Linked DNA regions of Mus musculus: all the other regions are linked to region 4. A link is a contact called in public HiChIP or PLAC-seq and Micro-C data. All regions are on one chromosome and are shown on one strand. Each heading gives the region's core, a stretch centred on a gene start, on an enhancer-like site or on the middle of the called end of the contact. The rest is flanking DNA. Distances are from core to core; before and after follow the strand shown. Region 1 has its middle 30 kb from the start of Nol4l. Region 2 has its middle 49 kb from the start of Commd7. Region 3 holds the start of Nol4l (nucleolar protein 4-like). Region 4 holds the start of Asxl1 (additional sex combs like 1).

Evidence for each region. Hi-C and Micro-C count contacts between places; a contact is called where the count stands out from the background. HiChIP or PLAC-seq counts read pairs in DNA pulled down with a chosen protein or histone mark.
Region 1: a contact with region 4 is called in an H3K4me3 HiChIP or PLAC-seq map of the 230-238 cell line, with 14 read pairs. The contact joins the enhancer-like site here to the promoter of Asxl1 in region 4. A contact is called at or near these places in 1 of 39 promoter capture datasets (fetal liver) and 4 of 115 datasets of contacts at active chromatin or transcription factors (the 230-238 cell line, embryonic basal ganglia and fetal liver).
Region 2: a contact with region 4 is called in a Micro-C map of the G1E-ER4 cell line, with 2.4 times the contacts expected there. The contact joins the enhancer-like site here to the promoter of Asxl1 in region 4. A contact is called at or near these places in 2 of 39 promoter capture datasets (fetal liver and hippocampal neurons), 6 of 484 Hi-C or Micro-C datasets (the G1E-ER4 cell line, cerebellar granule neurons, embryonic stem cells and 1 more), 10 of 115 datasets of contacts at active chromatin or transcription factors (the SCID.adh cell line, embryonic basal ganglia, embryonic forebrain and 6 more) and 3 of 9 other capture datasets (adipose tissue, liver and pancreatic islet).
Region 3: a BATF HiChIP or PLAC-seq map of CD8 T cells shows a contact between it and region 4, with 9 read pairs. The contact joins the promoter of Nol4l here to the promoter of Asxl1 in region 4. A contact is called at or near these places in 3 of 39 promoter capture datasets (the HPC-7 cell line, fetal liver and hippocampal neurons), 4 of 484 Hi-C or Micro-C datasets (the G1E-ER4 cell line, embryonic stem cells and pre-megakaryocyte-erythroid progenitors), 2 of 115 datasets of contacts at active chromatin or transcription factors (CD8 T cells and pancreatic cancer cells) and 2 of 9 other capture datasets (adipose tissue and liver).

What each region holds. Positions count from the first base shown.
Region 1 is chr2:153,557,685-153,562,902 of GRCm38.p6, forward strand. No RefSeq gene overlaps it. Among named protein-coding and RNA genes, the nearest start is that of Nol4l, 30 kb to the left of the region's middle. Within about 2 kb of position 3,682, at least 171 of the 459 cell types and tissues checked have an H3K27ac peak or open chromatin away from gene starts, as enhancers often do. A contact at or near this core is called in the 230-238 cell line, embryonic basal ganglia and fetal liver, where this site is marked.
Region 2 is chr2:153,581,312-153,586,131 of GRCm38.p6, forward strand. No RefSeq gene overlaps it. Among named protein-coding and RNA genes, the nearest start is that of Commd7, 49 kb to the right of the region's middle. Within about 2 kb of position 3,355, at least 42 of the 459 cell types and tissues checked have an H3K27ac peak or open chromatin away from gene starts, as enhancers often do. A contact at or near this core is called in the G1E-ER4 cell line, the SCID.adh cell line, embryonic stem cells and 2 more, where this site is marked.
Region 3 is chr2:153,527,060-153,531,808 of GRCm38.p6, forward strand. It overlaps Nol4l (nucleolar protein 4-like), which reads right to left and starts at 2,912. Exons shown (of 11, transcript NM_001134300.2): 1 at 2,383-2,912. The coding sequence starts at 2,703.
Region 4 is chr2:153,343,479-153,348,512 of GRCm38.p6, forward strand. Asxl1 (additional sex combs like 1) reads left to right here and starts at 2,352. Exons shown (of 13, transcript NM_001039939.2): 1 at 2,352-2,912. The coding sequence starts at 2,856. 2500004C02Rik (RIKEN cDNA 2500004C02 gene) reads right to left here and starts at 2,332. Exons shown (of 2, transcript NR_040318.1): 1 at 2,143-2,332.

The DNA.
Region 1 (5,218 bases), core at 2,432-4,931, 220 kb after region 4:
TGTTAGCATGGTGGGACCTTGGACTTAACATCTGGACCCCAATCCTCCAATAAAAATGAATTATGCTGGGTGCTGGTGGCACAGGCTTGTAATCCCAGCACTGGGGAGGCTGAGGCAGAAGGATTATTCAAGAATTTGAGTCTAGCCAGGGCTATACTGTCAAGAAAGGGGAGAAGGTTCGCCAGGTGTGGTGGTCCACGCCTTTAATCCCAGCACTTGGGAGGCAGAGGCAGGCAGATTTCTGAGTTCAAGGCCAGCCTGATCTACAAAGAGAGTTCCAGGACAGCCAGGGCTATACAGAGAAACCTTGTCTTCAAAAACCAAAAAAAAAAAAGAAAGGGGGGAAGCCGGGTGTGGTGACCCACGCCTTTAATCCCAGCATTTGGGAGGCAGAGGCGGGTGAATTTCTGAGTTCAAGGCCAGCTTGGTCTATAAAGCGAGTTCCAGGATAGCCAGGGTTATACAGAGAAACCCTGTCTCCAAAAACCAAAAAAGAAAAAGAAAAAAAGAAAGAAAGGGGGGAAGGGAGGGGGAGGAAGAAGAGGAGGAGGAAGAGGAAGAAGATGAAGAGGGAGGGAGGAGGAAGAAGAGGAGGAAAAGGAAGAAGAGGAGGAGGAGGGAGGGAGGGAGGAGGAAGAAGAGGAAGAGGAGGCTGAAAGAAGGGAGGGAGGGAGGGAAGGAGGAGACATGGGCCTTCGATGCAAAGGGTTATCAGCTTATAGGGAGCACTAGCCAGATGTGCAGTCAGTATTCAATGAACTTGCTATCTTCCTCTATGGAACTCCCTGTTGGGCTGTCTACACAGATGCTGTGTCCTCCAGCTCAGCAGCCTGGTGAACTCCTGCTGATCCTTCAGCACCCCTCTCAAGTGGCATCCTGACTGGCCTGGTATCTGCTTTCCTTCCTGAAGATGCGGTAATTATTCAGTGGCGAGCTTGCTGAGCTGGGAGTTTCCCATTCACTTCCTGATCCTTCGCCTCATACTGTGGGCTCCCAGAGGTGGTGACTGATAAAGATGACTAGACTAAGCCGGTCAGGGAGGGATAGGGTGACTGTGAGAGGGTATGAAGAAAGGAGGATGAGTGCTGGGCTAGAGAAGAAGACAGCTCTCCATTATTAAGTTACTCATGTATTCATTCGTAACACATACTAACCCTGTCTTGGCCAGGCGTTCTATGACTGTGACAAAAAACCATGACCAAAAGTGACTTGGGGAAGAAAGGGTTTATCTCAGGTTATGTGTCCGGATCACAGTGCATCCTGAAGAGAAGTCAGGGAAGAACTGGAGGCAGGGACCTAGAGGCAGGGACTGAAGCAGAAGCCATGGGTGTGTGTGTGTGTGTGTGTGTGTGTGTGCTGCTTGTGGGACCTAGAGGCAGGGACTGAAGCAGAAGCCATGGGTGTGTGTGTGTGTGTGTGTGTGTGTGTGCTGCTTGTGGGACCTAGAGGCAGGGACTGAAGCAGAAGCCATGGGGTGTGTGTGTGTGTGTGTGTGTGTGTGTGTGTGTGTGTGTGCTGCTTGTGGCTTACTCCCCGTGGCTTTCTTGGCCTGTTTTCTTGCACACCTCAGGACCACCTGCCCGGGGATGGGATTGTCCACATCAATCATTAATTAATGTCCTGTAGGATTGCATCAGACTGCTGGCAGGCCAGTCTGGTGAAGGCATTGTCTCAGTTGAGCTCCCTCTTTACAAATAACTCCAGTTTGTATCAAGTTGACAAACACCAAGAGGACAGAGCTAGGTGCCCTTCAGAGGCTCACTGTAGAACTCAGGGTCTTGATGACCCAGGAACCCAGTCCAAGCTGAGTCCCCTCATGTCCCCAAATCCTGTCCGCTCCTCAGATCCTCCAGTGACTCTCTAGTCTAGGATGTTCTCCTGACTTTCCCAGTGTCCTCTCTCCCCTACAGGAGGTGTCATTAATCCCTGTGACTGCCTGGGCCCTGCCCCACACAGGGCTCCATCTCAGGCCTTTCTCACCTCTTTCTTCTCTTCCCAGTCTATGCCTCAGACTGGTGGGGACTCCGGAGTCTTGGGACTCCAGGGATTAGCCTATTTGCACCCACCTCCTCACTGGGCTGTGAATTCCCACATCCCAGAGCCTGCCCAGCCCAGCTGGCATGAGCCCAGAAAAACCTTAGGGGGGCCCAGCAGAGCCAAAGGGGCCTTGGTAAACATCAAGGTCTGCCTGCCTCCCCCTGTTGTAACAACAATATGAAAAGACACCGTTTCTAACTGTAACACTGGCTCACACTTCCCACGAGCCAGGTGCCACACACACTCTCCGCTCTGCTTTCTTTAAACCCTGCACTGTCTACAGGAACACATCGTGCTACATCCTAGGCTTTCAAAGAAGAAAATCAAAGAGCAGAAAAACTGACTCAACCCCCTGAGGTCAGAGGCCGAACTCCTGGCTAACCATTGAACAGCACGGCCAGATAGCTTGGAGTGGTAAACGGGACTCCATAGCACTGTTGAGACAATGACAAGAGTCCACACAGCTTTTTTGCTGTGTGAACTTAGACAAGTCTCGTATCTCTCTGGCCTCAATTCTCCTGCCTACAAAATGAACATAAACAATCCTCACTAATACAGCTTCCACAAGAGGGAAGAAGGAAGGCTGGACCTCCTACAATAGGATGGGTAAGGTGATTTGGTGGTCTCAAGGCCCCTCCCCTCACAGGCGAAACAAAAACAAAAACAGAAAAACAAACAGAGCCAATCCTGCTAAAGGCAGTGGCAGCGTGGTGCCTCTTTGAGAGGACCTGGGTGACTGAGCCATAAACATCGTTCCTAAGGGAGCTCCAGCAACCACAGCGTGTAGCACTCCTGGAGAGGGTTGGCATTGTTGGTAGTTAGATTTGGTGTCCTGGGTCTGTGGCTAGCAGCTGAAGAGAGGGACATGCACGGGCCCAGTTGAGCCCTAAGTACTGGAAGTCTGGGCACACCCGCCCGCCCCCATACCTGCTATCACCGTCCCACCTGGCAAGGGGAATGGTGCTTCCCCTGAGACTCCCCTGGGCTGTGCCAGCCTCCTGGTGCTGACAAAGCCTCCTCCCCTGCCCCCAGAGACGAATGAGCCTGTGAGAGTGCCAACAGAGGGAGCTGGGGGCTGTGCCTAGGGCTCATGCCACCCGCCCCGACCTTCCCAAGGCGCCCATGTCTCCCCCTGCCCCTTGGCCGCGGCTGGGGCGCCAGCCCCGTTGCTATGGCTGCCGCTCTGAGGAAGCTGCAGCTGGGTAATTATTGCGAACATCCATCCTGCCTCCTGCCCGCCCCAGAGCTGGGTAGCTAGCTGGTGGCCAAGGCTAGGACAGCCCCTCCTGGGCTCCCCACTGGCCACACCCAGCTAGCCTGGCTAGGTGCCCACTGAAGAGGAAAGGAGGGAAGACAAGCCGACAGAACAGGAACCGACCGAAGGAGCCCCCAAACTCCTGCCCTCAGCCTAGCCCAGCCTCAGAGCTGACCAACCAGACTGGCTCTTATTTTTCCAGCTGCATATGAAGCCAGCCTGAAAGCCTCCAGGGGCGAAGGGAAGCTGTCCCTGCCTTTCCTGGGTAGGGGAGCCTGTGGGAGTGTAATGACTCTGGCCTCTCACACAGCGACTGTCCCACTGCACGAGGAGTCCCCTGGGGCCCCACTGCAGGGCTCTGCCACCTCCTCCGCCCCAGAAGCTCGCCCTGGCCCTGGTGTCTAAATATAGCTCAGTCTGGCTGTGCTTGAAGTCACACAGACTCCTAACTGCCCTGGGTGGCCATGTGGAGGGTAGTGAGGGATATCCATTCAGCTACCCCAGACCCATCTCAGGAGCGCAGAGGGCGCCAGGCACCCAGCTGGGCTTGGTGCACATGGGAAGCTGGGGGGTGGGGGCTCTTGCCTTTCACACAATCCCCTCCAGTCCTGCACAGATATGATTAAGAAATTCCCTCTTAAAGAGAAGGGGAGGTCTCCTCACCCAGTCTGGGGACAGCAGGAAAGGGGGAGGGGGAGCAGTGCCGCAGAAGGCTTGCCAGAAGCAAAAGGACAGGTCAGAGTAGAGGGAAGGACAGAATGGCCTAAGGGAAGAGACCCTGGGATGGTTTCCTGTGATAAGAGCGTGGGGTGTACCACAGCGGCACAAGGCTCTGGGACAGTAGCTGGGACAGAAGGCTGCAGAGCACAAGGACACTGCTTTTCTTCCCCTTGGCCTCACTGTGCTCTGCACCGCTGACCTTGGAGGGTGCTTGGCAGAGGAGGTGTGCCCGGATCCTAGTATCTAGGAGTTCCTGAGACAGGAGCAGTCCCAGGGGAAGTAGGGCAGGTGGCAGGGCAGGGTAGTGGGTCATAGAGAAAGAAGAAGAAGAAGAAGAAGAAGAAGAAGAAGAAGAAGAAGAAGAAGAAGAAGAAGAAGAAGAGGAGGAGGAGGAGGAGGAGGAGGAGGAGGAGGAGGAGGAGGAGGAGGAGGAGGAAGAGGAGGAGGAGGAGGAGGAGGAAACAGGACGTAGGGGCGAGAGGCTGCGTGCCCTCCCATCCCCCTCCGCGGTCACAATGCCACCTAGTTTTGTGTCAACTTGACCCAAGCTAGAGTCGTTTGGGAAGAGGGAACCTCAGTGGAGGAAATGCTGCCACCAGATCGCCTTGTGGGACATTTTCTTGAAGATGATTGTGCGAGGGAGCCTGCTTTATTGTGAGTAGTGCTACACCCAGGCAGGTGGCCCTGGGTTAAAAGAAAGCAGGCTGAGTGAGCCTGAGGAGTAAGCCATTAAGCAGCACTCCTCCGTGGCTTCTGCTCCAGTCCTGGCCTCCAGTTTCCACCCTAACTTCCTGCCCTGACTTCCCTCAATGATGGACTATAATCTGTGAGGCAACACAAACCCTCTCCTCCGCACGTTGCTTCTAGTCATGTGTTTCACAGCAAAACAAAAACCCTAACTAAGACAGTCCAGGGCCCCTCAGGGGGACATCTGCTGAAGGAGAGCTCAGGCTGGTGCACAGACAAACCTAGGGCAACTGTCCATTCAGTGGCGAAAATGGCTAGGGCCCCAGTCTTTGTCATAGGGGCATCTCAGTTTTGATGTTCTTTAGGTGTCTGTCACACTTGCAGTCACAGCAATCAATCTCCCCCAATGACTTTCCCATTCCACAGCTCAGGCTGCCTTCCACTAGCTGGACACTGGGACAGAAGGAGGGAAGTGTCACTCCCAGACTGGGAAACTGAGGCTTGTTGAGGTGAAGAGAT
Region 2 (4,820 bases), core at 2,105-4,604, 240 kb after region 4:
GCCCTCAGTGGGGCAGTATCCAGAACCGAGACCTTGGGCTCCCAGCTTCAGAGGGACAGTAGAAGAGGCAAGAAGAGTAGCCAAGGGATTTGGGGCAGGCAGACGCTCTACTCTTTCTCCTCAGGGACTCACCAGCTCTTCTGGTGATATCTTTCCTGCTGACCTCCAAGAGCAGCCACTGGGGCAAGATGGGAGGCCCACATCCCCAATTCTAACTGCTTGGGGCTCTGCTGCAGTGAGGAGCTGTGGTGACTTGCCCAAAGCAACGTAGCTTGGCAGTAATGAGTGTCGAAGGTCAGGCTAACTCTGTACTAGTTGGCTTTGCTGCTGGGAGACCCGAGGCTGGTTGCTCAACCTCTCTGTGCCTCATTTCCCTCATTTACAAGTTACTAGAGTTTCCTGAGTTCACATTCTGCATCAGCTGTGTAGCCTAGAGTGAGTGACTTACGCCGACTCTGTTTACTCTAAAATAAAGCCGAGCTCTTGGCGTATATTTGGTGAGGGACTGGCAGGAGTATAGAGAAGTCACTTGTCCAAGGTTTCCTGGCAAGTGTCACCTGGAGGCCCAAAGGTCCTGATGAGTGATGCTATGGTTATGACTCTGCTGCCCGGGCTCTGTGGTTAATGCCTACAATCCTTTGGAGGCTGAGACAGGGGGATTGCAACTTCAGAGCCAACTTCCATAGCAAGTTTGCAGCTAGCCCGAGCTCCACGGCATCACAAACTCCTGTCATAGCAACAGGACAGGATCTGAGAGGTGGCTCAGGGGTTAAGATCAGGCACTGCTCTTCCAGAGGACCTGAGTTCAAATTCTAGAACCCACATCAGGTGACTTGCAACCATCTGTAACTCCGGCTCCACGCAGATTCAGTTCCTCGACTTTGTGGGCACCTGTGTTCATATGCACACACCTACAGACATGTGGACACATAATCAAAAGTAGTAAAAACAAATCTTAAAAAAAAAAAGAAAGAAAGAAAGAAAGAAAGAAAGAAAGACCCAGAGCCGGGCATGGTGGCATATAACTTTAGTGTCAGCACTCAGGAGGGAGGGGGAGACAGATCTCTGTGAGTTCGAGGCCTTCATAGTCTTCATAGCAAGTTCCAGGCCTGCAAAGGGCTGCACAGTGAGACCCTGCCTTTAGTGAGGGGCATGATAGTGCATTCCCATAATCTCAGTACCCAGGAGGACAGAGTTAGAGGCTACCCTAGTGAGACCCTCTCTAAATAAATAAAACCAAACAAAACCAGTGCTGGTGTGGCTCAGTTGGAAGAGCCCTTGCCTGTCACATAAAAAAGAGCCCCCAGCACTGAATGAGTTCATAGGAGGCAGTAGGATCAGAAGTCCAAGTTCACTCTTTGCTACCTAGGGAGTTCAAAACCAACCTAGACTACAGAGAAGGCAGGGCCAGCCATGGTGAAGATGGAGAGAACGGACCTGATTCCGAACAAAAAACTAGCACTGCCTAGAGTAGCCTAGAAGAAGAGAACCGGATCCCAGTCTGGGGCCGTGGCTCGGTGAGAAGTCCCTGAGAAGCAAGGGTATGCCCACCATTCCATCCCCACACTGAAGAAAAAGGAAATGAAAAGAAACATTCTAGAAGCCATCTTCAAGGAGAAAAACTTGGTGGGGGTAAGTGGGGGTACTGTCTGAATTCGGCTGTTATACATCATTACTGTCCAAGAGCAGATAACGTAACCCTTGTATGGAGCTGCCCCTGGCCTGACACCAAGGCCTCATGCCTACCAGTCCCCTGCTTCCTGGAGGCCCATCCTCCCCAGCTCCACCTTGCCACGCCCTGTCTCTTCGTCCACTTCAGGTCTCCCAGCAAAGCCCCAAGATCTAGAGTGGAGTCCTGGCCCCTCTCCGGGTCTCAGCTTCTCAGCCATGGGGAGGAGAAAGAGGAAGAGGAAAAAATGTGGGGAAGCAGCAAAATGCAGGGCCTGTCTCTGCACAGGAGCAATCGAGACAGGGACACACACACCCCCACCCCACCCCCGTGCGTGCGCGCTAGTAGCTTCCAAAGGGGAAAGCAGTCTCTTACAGTGGGACAGCTCGGCTTCAGTCCCATTCAACTGGAGGTTACCCGAGCTGGTCCAACCCAACTCAACCTGACCTGGGAGGGGGCCGAGAAGGAAGCTGAGCATCATGGGTACAAAGGTCGCAGCTCCACCGTCTCCTTGAGGTTTCAGCCAGGCAGCTGGCTGTGTCCACCCCACATTCTGGGGAGGGAAATAAGTATGGGAGGGTGACAGGGGACACTTTGAGGTGGTGGCCACCTCTGTGAGTGAGAGAGGCAGCTGCTCAGCCAAGAACTGGGGGCAGGGGCGCCTCCTGCGGCTAATTAAACTGAGCCGGTGATGAATCGGTAGAGGTTACAGCGTGCTAATTAAAGGTGCTGTATCTTGCCTGGCAAGGATGGAAGGCACCAGAAGCTCTGCAACCACAAGCAGGGCCAGGCCTGTGAGGCCTCCCACTGTGCAGGTTCTGGGTTGTCCTTCCCTTCTCCGCCCCTCCCCAGAGGGCCGGCCCCCTCCCCACTTCCCTATCTCTTCTGCCCACCTTGGGCCAGCCCTGCCTCCAACTTCCCCCGCCTTCCCACCACCCCAAATCCTCCCCAGATAAAGGCGAGCAGAGGCGAAGTAGAGCCTGTCGCCCTTAGCCTGAATCAGTGGTGGGTTCTGCGGGCGGGCGCTGTGTTGAGCCTCCGTGGAGCTCCTTTTAACCCCAATTCCTAATGTGTCACTGCTGAATTCAAGTGTAATAGGAACAAGGCCACCAAGACTTTTTTTTTTTTTTGAGACAGGGTTTCTCTGTGTAGCCCTGGCTGTCCTGGAATTCACTTTGTAGACCAGGCTGGCCTCGAACTCAGAAATCCTCCTGTTTTTGCCTCCCAAATGCTGGGATTAAAGGCGTGCACCACCATGCCCGGCTCGACTTCTAGAATCTTAACTACTTTTCTGTTTTGTTTTGTTTGGGGCTTTATTTCTATTAGAGAGACAGACAGACAGACAGACAGACAGACAGACAGGCAGGCAGGCAGGCAGACATGCAGAGAGTTAGTTCCCAAACACTCTAGCCTTAACAATACAGTCATGTCTGGGGAAAGTTAAACAAATGACCTCTGACCTTTGACCTTTGCACAGAGCAGGGAAAAAAGACTCCAAAGCACCCAGTCCTGCCCCAAGTTGGTTCCAGGCAGAGGTGTGGCTCAGTGGCTCCCCAGAGACTTGAGTTAGAGTCCAAGCCCGGCTCATTTGCCAATTATGTTAATTGGCAGGAGAAGCAGCTGCCCTGTGCCTTGACCTGTACCCCACCTGGAAGAGCCACTGAGACCGCAGCAAAGGAGACAACTCAGGTGAAACTAGTCCAGAGTCAGCTCCGACTGCTATGAGCCACTCTGACCTTCCAGCACCGGGATCATCTGGTTGGCCTGGCACCAGAACAATGCACCCCCACCCCCACCCCAAATCCAAAAGGCTGCAGCCTGTGTCCTGGAGAGGGTGATGAGAAGGGCAGGTGAGATAGCGCAGCTGGTTAAGAGCACTGACTGTTCTTCCAGGTGTTTTGAGTTCAATTCCCAGCAACCACATGGTGGCTCACAACCATCTGTAATGGGATCTGATGCCCTCTTCTGGGGTGTGTGACTGAAGACAGCTACAGTGTACTCATCTAAATATAAATAAATAAATAAATAAATAAATAAATAAATAAATAAATAAATAAATAAATAAATAAATAAATAAATAGCACTGGCTGTTCTACTGGAGTAAGTTAAGGTTCAACTCTTTTTTGTTTGTTTTGTTCTTTAGTTTTTGTTTTTGTTTGTTTGGGGTTTTTTGTTTTTGTTTTTTGTTTTTGTTTTTTGTTTTTTGTTTTTCGAGACAGGGTTTCTCTGTGTAGCCCTGGCTGTCCTGGAACTTACTCTGTAGACCAGGATGACCTCGAACTCAGAAATATGCCTGCCTCTGCCTCCCAAGTGCTGGGATCGAAGGTGTGCGCCACCACGCCCAGCTAAGGTTCAACTCTTAACACACAGTTCTGTTTAACTCGAATTCCAGGGAGACCCAATGCCCTGTTCTGATCAGCACACCAGACATGAGCATACATGCAGGAAGACCACTCATACACGTAAAATTCAATAAAATATTTCAAAGGATAAAATTTAGTTTGTTTTTTTTTTTTTTTAATTAAAAAGGTGACTGGCAGGATGGTGGCAGCATATGCCTCTAATCCCAACACTCCGGAGGCAGAAACAGGCAGATTTCTGAGCTGGAGACCAGCTTGGTCTACAGAGCAAATTCCAGGACACCCAGGGCTGACACAGGGAATCCTTGTCTCAAAAAACTAAAGACAAAATAGAGTGATTAGAGATGCTGAGTGGGGTGCTCATGAAGGGACTCTCCTGTGGAATGGGCTGCCGGATACAGAATTCAGCATTAGGCTTCACAAAGGAGACCAAGATGAACTTGGGACTCATTACTTCTCAGGGGACCCCAGTCTGGAATCAGAGAAAAAACAGTCACACATCTGGAGCTATGGGTCCAGGGTAGAGTGCTGGCTTGACATGTAGAAGGCCCTAGGCTCATCCCTAGCACCACAAAAGTGAACAAATTTAACTAAAAAGGAAAAGAAAAAAAAAATCCAGTGTAGAGACACACGATTATAATCTCAGCATCTGGTCGGCAGAGGCAAGGGGATAGGGGCTTCAGACCAGCCTTAGCTCCTTAGTAAGCTGAAGGCCAGTCTGAGCTGTAGTGACTCTGTCTCGACCCTCACCCAATGAAAGAACGCAGGCACAGGGAGGCTCTGGTGTCTCT
Region 3 (4,749 bases), core at 1,662-4,161, 180 kb after region 4:
CAGGCTGTCACAGGAGGGCATGCCTGTTGTGTTTGTCATCCCTCTGGCAGCCTGGGCAGGGAGGCCTGGGTCCCCGGTTCTCTGCCTCCCAGGCAGGTGGTCCCCTAGGGGAAGGTTTATTATTGGTCTTGGGGCCAGGGTGGAGGCTTGTCAGGTCCCTGCTGTAAAAGGCAAGCAAGGTAGACCGAGTGGGCTTCGGGAAAGATCTGAAGCTGCTAGCTAGCTCACCCAGGACCTGAGCCCAGGCCTAGCACCAGCTTCCGCAAGTGGATGGGAAGGGGTGTTCTGGCATTGGCAGCTGTGTGGAATAAAGGGATGGACAAACCATCTCATGATTCCCACACCCTAAGGAAGTGGGTGACCCACAGAAAGACAGCAAGCCAGGTGTGGGAGTTCCCCTGAACCCCAATAGTGGGTGGACTGGGGATCCTGCCTCAGTCTGAAAAGGAGTTGGGGAAAGACTCTAAGCTGCTGGGAAAGGTAGCCAGGAGAAAGATGAGGTGGGGACTGACCTGGAGAAGCCCTGAAGGCTTAAGGCAGGGATCTAGCTAACAGTCTGGTGGGTGGCTGCCCTAGGAAGAGCCACCTTGATTGGGGATGGGGGGGTGGACGGTCCTCGTGATGGGACGAACCAAGTGGAAGTCGCAAACTGGCAGGTGGGAAGGGGTGACAGCTCACCTGTCCTTAAGGGCAAATGGACAGTGATTTGGATGGGGGAGGATCCTTGATACATCGGAGCAGGGGACAATGACCCAGACTCCCTGGGTTTGAAGACGAGTGTCCATTTATTTGGGGTTCCGTAACCCACGCTGTAGGGACTCGGCCCACCCTCCCGCTCCGGGAAGCCGGCGGGCGCGCCCCTCGGCCCTGCCCCCTGTTACCCGGCCGGCCGGAGGCGGCAGCGGCGCAGATGGGCTGCTGGCGGCCGCAGCGGCAGCGGCGCGGTTATCAGCGCTCCTCGCAGATGGGCCGCCAGCCCTCTGCGCTCGCGGCTCCCACTCCCCGCGGCCTGCAGCCCCGTCCCCTGGGCGCGGGGGGGTGGGGGGAGGCGCCTCGGGCTCCACTCTGCCTCCTGCCTCCCTCCCTCGCGGTCCCCTCACCCCGCGGGCCCGGCCCGGGCGGCCGCCGGAGGGGGAGGGGACAAGTGCACTTTTCGTAACGACCGAATCAATTGTGTGTGAAGAGCCCGCTCCGGCCGGGGACAGGGCTGAGCGCGGGGCGGGCGCGCCGGACGGGGGAGGAGCGCGGAGGGGGGAGCGGGGGAACAGGGAGGAGGGAGGCCGGCGCGGGGCGGCCGGGCTCTAGTGCTCCGGCCGGGCGAGGCCAGGGAGGGGCGGCGGGGAGGAGAGCTAGGCTGGCCCGACCGGGCCGGGGACCGAACACACTACCCGAAGGTCTGGGCAACGGAAAGTTCAAAGCTCAGCAGCGCCCCGAGAGCAGCCGCCCCCCCCCAGCCCCCACCCTCTGCAGAACAATGAGGTCCCGGAGGGGGGAGCCGCGGGGCCCAAGCCTCACGCCCTCTCGGGGCGCCCCGAACCGAAGGGGATGCCCCCGCCCGGCCACTGGCCACCAGCCTCCTTTCCCGGGGCTGCGGTTACCCGCCCCCCTCCCCAGCGCCAACCGGGCCAGCCTGAGAGACGGGGGAGGGGAGGGGATGAATAGGTCATGCCGCCCCCGTCCCAGGGTGGGGGGAGCGCGGGGCCCGGGGGGCGGCGGGGACGCCCCACCCACCCTTGGGAGGCTGCTCCTGCGCCAGGCTGCGGCTCTGGCTGCCCCTCCCCGGGCCAGTGCCGGGTGGGGTCGGGGCGACAGTGCCAGGGCTAGCCCCCTCCCCTAGTGCGGGGAGGCCCAGTGGACTCCCCGTCCCGCCGCTGCCCCTGCCTCCCCACCCCCGCAGCACCACCCTACACACACACACATAGATACACGCGCGCGCGCACACACACACACACACACACACGCACACACACACCGCCCAGCCGGCCCGGGGGCGGGAGCGCGAGGCGCCCGGGACAGGCGGCCTCCGGGCGGGAGGGGGGGAGGCTGGAGCTCCGTAGCAGCCGCCTGCTGGCTGGGGGGAAAGGGGGAGGGGAGGGGACGAGAGGACAGAACACGCTGGGGTGAGCAGCCCGGGACAGCCCGCCCGTCACGGCCATGGCCCGATCAGCGGCGCAGAGGGGGCAGGGACGCCCCAAACCCCGAGCGCTGCCCGGGCGGGCCAGGGAGGGCTAGTGAGCAGGGACACGCACGCCCCGGGTGGGCTAGACACACGGACAACCCCAGAAACACACCATTCGGACACACATCCACACCCCCACCCCGCCCCCGCCCTCCCCAATCCCGGCCACGGGACTAGCCCGCGGCCGCCGCGCGCGCACTCACCGAGCCCGTCTTGACCGGCACATACACCACTTGGCCCATCTTGGGTTCCCGGCCGCTGCCCAGGCGGAAGCCCTTGGAGCGCACCCAGAACTGGAACTTGCCTTTCTCGCCCGCCGCCGGGCCGCTGCCCGCGCCGGTCCCGCCGCCACCCTGCAGGACCTCGGCGATCCGCTGGTATTTGCTGCGTGTCACTGTCTTGGTTTTAGCCGAGTCGCCGTAGGTGCGCAGGCACCAGTCCCGGAACTGGCGGCCCAGCTCCGAGTCCCCGGGGCTGCGCTCGCGCTCCCAGCCCCCGCGCAGCAGCAGCGTCGGCTTCGGCATCCTCCCGCCGCGCCCGGCGCCCTCGGGGGCGGGCCGGCCACCGGGCCGCCCGGTGCTGGAACTGGGCTGGGCTGGGCCGGGCTGGGCAGGGGCGCGCCGCGGCCCGGGCTGTCCCGCGGTGTGGCTCTGGCGCGGCTGCTGGATGGGCGCGGGCGGCGGCCGGACGCGCGGGGCTGCGGCGCGCTCTGTCCTGCTCGGGCGGCGGCGGCGGCGGCGGCGGCGTTGGCGGCGGCGGCTCCGACTCGCCTCCTGCTCCGCCTCCTCCTCCCCCCGGCCGGGATGCAGGAGAGATGGAGGCAGCTCCGGGCCCGGAGGTGCAGAGGGGGCGGGCCGCCCCGCGGGCGGCCAGGGGAGGCGGGAGGCGGGGAGCGGCCCCGGGCACGGGGAGCGAGACCGAGCCTGGGCGCGGGCGGCAGCGGTGGCTGTCAGCTTGCGCGGCTCATCCTGCTCCTGCTCTGGCTCCGGCTGGGGCTCCCGCTGCTGCTGCTCTTCCTCCTCCTCCTCCTCCTCCTCCCGCGCCCGCCTCCACCACGCCGCGGGATCCCACCTGTTAGAGCGGCGCAGGCTGCGCCGCCGCCCGCCCCCCTCCCTCCCGCGCCCGCGCGCCCAGCCCCGCCCGGCCCGGCCCCTGGGGGCGCGGGGGCTGCTGCACCCGCAGCGGCCGGGAGGGCAGCAGCGGCAGGCGCGCGGTACCCAGCTAGGGATCGTGTTCCATCCGGCTGGTTCGGCCCACAGCCTGGAAGGCCGCACTCTGTCGGGACGGGCTGACTGTCCCGCAGGCAGTAGGGCACAGATCATAGCCCAGACACTGGCGTCCCCAGCCTCCCCGATTGGGTCGTCTTAGCCGAGGTAGCCCAACCCTGGCGGTGTGGGACAGGCTCCTCTCCTCACTCCTGCAATTGGCCTGACCGCTCTGGTGTCAGTATGGGTGCCAGAATAGGAATGTTCCCCCGGGGGGGGGACCCCAAGCCACCACCCTTTGGACCCCCAAACTTTCTCTCCTTCCACCTCATCTGAATTCCCCCAAGATTGGCCGGCCTTGCCTTAGTGTAGGTGGGGGTGGGTAGCCCCAGGCCCTATAGAAGTCACCTTGTCCGGTGGCCTTCCTGGTGCCAACCTCACTGAGCCTCTGAAGACCTTGAACACACCCACAAACCCATTCTGAGAAGCCTGACCTTCCCGGATGCACCTTGGCCTAGAATCCCTTGGAGAATAAACTTAGTGATCTCACACCCCCTCCCACCTGAGCAGATCTGACCAGTGTAGAACTTCCTCCTCCCCTATGAATTATAAGCATAAATAAAGGTTCAAGTCAATCCTCGAAGATTTCTGCCTTCCTTTCTTATCAGGGCATAAGAAATTACTGCATTATCCTTTCTGCTGTCCCCTGGCGGCCACCCCCATGTCATCAGGCCACTCTTACAGACACATTATCACTCAAGAGTTGAGTCCCAGAACAGGATCATTTTCTGCCTAAGAACTCCAAGGTGCCCATACCCGAGTCATTGAGACAATTGTGTGCCAGGCCCTGGCAGCTGTGAAGCCATCCCCATCTTAGAGAAGGGGGCCTCGGGATTCGAGAGGTGGCCTGATCTACTCAAGGTCATGAGAAAGAGGGAGATGGGGTGTGAGTTTCGGCTCAGTTCTGCCTGACACCCGCTACCATTTCACACATATGCCTCCCCTCTCAGGTGGGAGCTACAGCTCGCTCCCCACACCCCTCCAGCCAGAGTCTCCAGATGCTCAGGGCCCATATCTGACTCATCCCTGAATTTCCCGGCCCTGGTACAGCATCTGGCACACAGTAGGTGCCAATAAATGCTGGGAAGAACCTAAGGGGTCTTCCAAGTTCCAACCTCTCTGTATGTCACATAGATTATTTTTAGATAATTTACATTTCCATGTTACTTTATATACGCCAACAACTCCACACTCACTTTTCCTCCTCATCTTCCCAAGATCTCTTTTTGGATCCCTGCTGCTATACCCACTTTAAAGAGGTGGCCACTGGGAGCTGGGCGTGGGGATAAAAGAGGCAGAAAGATT
Region 4 (5,034 bases), core at 1,102-3,601:
GAGGCTGAAGTCAAGGTATGTATTTTCTTTTCTGGAAACTCTTGTTTCTGAGTTCATCTGCACTGTCAGAGTTCAGCTCCACTGGGTTGAATGACTAAGGTCCCTAATTCCTCACTGCTGTTGGCAGGTTTAGTCCTGATGCTGCTTACATTCCTTTGCTTTCTGCTACTTCAAAGCCAGTAACAGCAAACTGAATTGCTTCACATTTCCAAAACACCTATACTTTCTGGGACCCACGTGGCCCACTCAGAAGTCTAGGATGATCTTCCTAAGGTCTAAAATTGATCTGCAAAGCTCCTTTTTCCAATGAGTGTAATGGAGTTCTGGGTCCCCACCCATGGGTCAAGCCAACCTGCAATACTTAATAAGAACTTGTCCCAAAACATAAAGGGCTTGAAAGGTAGGACAGTGGTAAAGCATCTACCATGCATCTTGAGCCCAAGTCCCAACACAACAAAACACAAAGCCTGCATTTTACAGTCTTCCCTATTCAACCCTTCCAAGTGTGTGGCTTTGTTGGAGCTATGGATCAATTCAAAACATCTGAACCACTATCCTCTCAGAGGTGATTGTCTCAGCTGCAGATTGAAAAACTATAAGCAAAACTACCAAAGGCCAGGGTTAGTGGGGCATGCATTTTAATCTCACATGTATTAATGGGAGGCAGAGGTAAGACAATAGAAGCCCATTGACGCCAGCCTGTCCATATTGTGAGTTTTTGTTTCAAAATAAAAAAATAGTGAAATGGTGTTAGGATATGCTCAGGGATTGTGGGAGGTCCTCAGTTCAACTCTCTCCCCACCAACAGAGTCCTAATATACACCTAATTTAATCCCAGCACTTGGAAGGCAGTGGCAGGTGGATCTGAGTCCAGAGCTAACCTGGTCTACACAGTGAGTTCCAGGCCAGTCAGGTGTCTGTCTCAAAAACAAAACCTAAAATGTCAAAAACAATAACAATAAAATAATTTTAGATGTAGTTCTCCCCTCGCTTTTGGGATGAAATGAGAAGAGTGTTTCTGTTTATTGAATTTGAGTCTTGGGTGAGCACTAATAAGGACCGCTGAGTCCTTTAGGTACAAGGGTTGGACTGCTGGGTGATTTCTTCGTCTCAGCACTGGCTGCCTGTGTACTAACACCACAAGAGTACAGGGTGTTTTTTTACCCACATAAACCTTTCAAAAACTGTAAAACCTGGCCATCAATCCAGTTCAAGACTGTAGAGATGTTTCTGTACTTTGGGCCAACAAACACAGAAAAATAATGTTCTGGGTGCTTCAAACCTTATCATCCTGTCACTGCAATCAAGGAACAGAGGCTCCATTGCCCACTGTGTAGTAATAACAGCTCTCATTTATTCTACAGCAGAAGCCAAATTACATGAGCCTAATATCAGGATCTTCCACATTCTCTCCCATCTTCTAGATACTTCATGCTAATTTGTACCCCATCAAGGTTGTGGGATACTATGCTAACATTGATCAAACAGGCTCAGCGGGGTTAGGAGTAGTCAAGGAGTCACAACTAGGATTCTAAATCTAGGTTGGCTGACATTAGGACTTGACCTCTCTCCGGGCAACTGCGTCTAAATATACACTCAGGTGCATTTAGATTTCTGTGGATGGACCTTCAGTGTTTACCTACTATCGGATCATCAAATTCACCTGGCGGCAACGCTGCTGGAAACTGCAGGTGCATTCTCTGCAAACACACAGAGGTATTACAAGAGGAAATGGGTTAATCACCTAAGTCGGTCAATCGTGCAATAACCGTTTTACTGATATGAGTGTCTCTTTGCTTATTACTATGCGCCAGTTGACTCATTTAAGGGTGGGCCAAAAAGAAAAGTCCTGCTTTTTGTCACCCACCAGAAGTCCAGAAGAGAACTGTGTATGCGGTGGGGGATGGTGCAGTGGAAGCAGGGTAGCAGACTACCAACTCCAGATCCGAAACCGCACTGGACCCGCCACCAGAATCAAAAAAAAGCTTTGAACGGGTTAACCGCGCGCGCGGCCAGGGGGGAGTCCAGCCACCGCCCCTTCCCAGCACCACCTCCCAGAAACCCTCAGGCCTCCGCTAGTTCCCGAACCTCGCGAGACCCCGCCCCATCTTTTTCTGACCGACTTCCCGCCCCCTTCTTTACCGTGCTTGGAGCGCAGCGGGGTACGGAAGAAAGTGGGCGGAAAACAGGAGCCCGGGGCACTCCGGGAAATGTGGTCCAAGCACTTGAGGCAGCCATTTTCTTCCGGAGAGGGGTAGGCCAGGAAGCCAGTGAGGACTACAAATCCCAGCCACCCTTTCGGTTTGTTTTTGTTCAAAAAAAAAAAAAAAAAACCCACACTCCCCCTCCTCACTCTTCTCTCTCACACACACGCGGGCACACACATACACACACATACCCACGGCAGACACGCACGCATCCGAGCGTCGAAAGGAAAGCCGCGTCTCGCCATCCGGGCCCGCCCGCCACTAGTTCGCTCTTGGGTTTCCCAGCAGCGCGGGAACGCGGAGGCCGGAGCCGTGACCTCTGACCCCGTGGTTATGCGGAGCCGCCGCATTCCTTAGCCATCGCGGGGCTGCCGCTGCCGCTGCCACCGTGGGCGACTGACGCAGCGCGGGCGCGTGGAGCCGCCGCCGCCCCTCCCCCCAGCGCCACCCTCGCGCCGGGGTCTCGCTCTAGCCAGTCCCGGTGCGCCCGCCCTCTCCGGCCGCACCCGAGCCCTCGCACGCGCCGCCGCCGCCACGCGCCCCCCGCCGCTGCCGCCGCCTCCGCCCCAGCCCCGCGCCGCCACCGCCCCAGTCCGCCCCGCCCGAAGGACCCGCGTGGAGCCGCCACCGCCGCCGCGGAGGAGGAGGATGAAGGACAAACAGAAGAGGAAGAAGGAGCGCACGTGGGCCGAGGCCGCGCGCCTGGTGAGCCGAGCTGCCCGGGGGGCCGCGGCGGGGGGCGTAGGGGGTGGGCTCCGCGCGGCTCCCCGGGCGGGGGAGGGGCGAGGCCCTGCCCACCGCAGCAGGGGGCGGGGCCGCCCGGGTGTGGAGCTCCCGAGGTCCCGGGCCCGAGGAGGCTGGGACGCCTTTTCTCTGCATCCCCCCACCCCTTGAATTCCTGCGGAGGGGCGAGCTGGCAAGCGGCTCCTCCCCCCTCCGAGCGCCCGGGCGCCAGTCTCCCCTCCCCCCACGTTGGCAGCAGCAGCGGGGGGTCCCGGGGAAAGCGCCCGTTTATTCTTCTGCGGGGAGTTAGGTTTCCGGGAAAGGTCGGAAGTGCTTCCCCGGACTTCTTCGTGGGCAGAGGTGTGTGGGTCACTAAGACACCGTAGGGGTGGGAAAAGTGCCCCTGGTTTCAAGGACGCGAGAAGCATTTAGAGCGTTGGCAATTTAAACCAGGTGTGTGTCGGAAAGCAGTCGCTAAGGACCGATGTGAACCCTGAGTAGTGGTTCTCAAACTACTAGAGTGCCCGGTGGGAGCATACCTGGGGACTTTGTTTCAAACATTGGCACTAGGGCTCATTTTAAACACACTGAACTCGAGATTCCTCTGAGAAACAGTACTTTAGGCAGCTGCTTAAGCGATTGTTATGCCGGTGACCCTCGAATATTTAAATCACACTGAGCCCTGTGACTACAATGGGGGGTAGGCAGTTTGCAGAGGAGCAGAATACACTTTGCCAAGAATGTGTATCTGTTTGAGGCTTCCCTTCTGAGGGTTTAGTTAAAAAAAAAAAAAAGTAAATAGGTTTTTGAGCTCGCTACCTGCCCAGAGGATTTGTGGCTTTTCTGTTTCCCAAGCTTCAGTAGACTTGTGCGATAGCTTTCTTTTGGACTCAAAATACAAAGCCAAAAGACCGGAGGCATGTTCTTATGAAATGTTGCTGGTGACAATTCTAATGGTTTATACTTTTCTCGGAGATGTCACTTCCTCAGACTGCCACAGTGCAGGGTTATGGGTGCATCCTGCTTTTGTGTTGACGCCCTGTATTTTATATGTAATTGTTATAATTTAGTTTTAATGGTGGAGTGAAGCTCAGCTTTCTTCTAGCCGTTCCTTTTACTGGAAAGTGAGTTCTGTCTGCCTCAAAAGTGTTGGAGGTTGATAAAGATCTAGAGTGAACCCTTTTTTTTTTTAGAGTCTGTGAAAGCCGGTTATTCATTTACCCATGGCTGTTTGAGCTACCAGAGAATTTCCACTGGTATTCCTGATCATCGCTCTTCTCCTGTTACCCTGGGAACAGAAACAGGGATTGTTTGTGTGAAAGATGTAGTTTATTTTTTGCTTGGCATATGAAAATTGAAACTCCGAGGTGGTGTATTTTTCCTTCTGTGATTCAATCAAAACTAGAACTTTGCCTAGTATTTATGATTTTTGGAACTTAATGATTTCTTCATGCTTCTCTTAATAAATTTAAGTCTGAAGGAGCTTAGGAGAAAGCTAAAATGTAGGTTTTTTTATTTTATCATGGAAGTTGTTGGATCTTGACCATTGAAGTTCTAAGTTTCTGTGTGCAGGTGTTTATGACTCTGGGCACCCAAGGAATATTTGCTTGCCAGAACCCTACTTGTTAGAGGTAGGTGAAAGTACCTTCAGATCCTGTGTTATTTATGTCCTGACAGCTCTGAAATCTTCTCCTCTCAAAGCTCTTTGGGCTCTTATTAATTGAAAGGCTCTGGCAGTTTGGAATCCACTGTTATTTTAAGCCTCTTTAAGTTCTTAAATTTACTGTGGTTTGAATTCCAAGGTTAAGGTTGCTATTTCTATTTTATCATTGGCTCACCTTCAAGCTCAATTATCTGAAGTTATTTCTCTTTTTCTACTGTGGCTCTTCAGTTAAAAATAGTAATCTGAACAGGAATTTCTTTGTGGTGTAGTTGTACATTTGAAAGAGGACTTGTGGGAACATGGTATGCAATTTTGCATATCTTTTATGTGCTTTGTATTTTAGAATTTTCTGTGCTTTTTGTGGGGGTGGATGGGGGAGTGCAAAGTCGTCTTCCCATTAAAAAGAAAAAGTCCCGCTACACTGAGTGCTGGGAGTTTTTG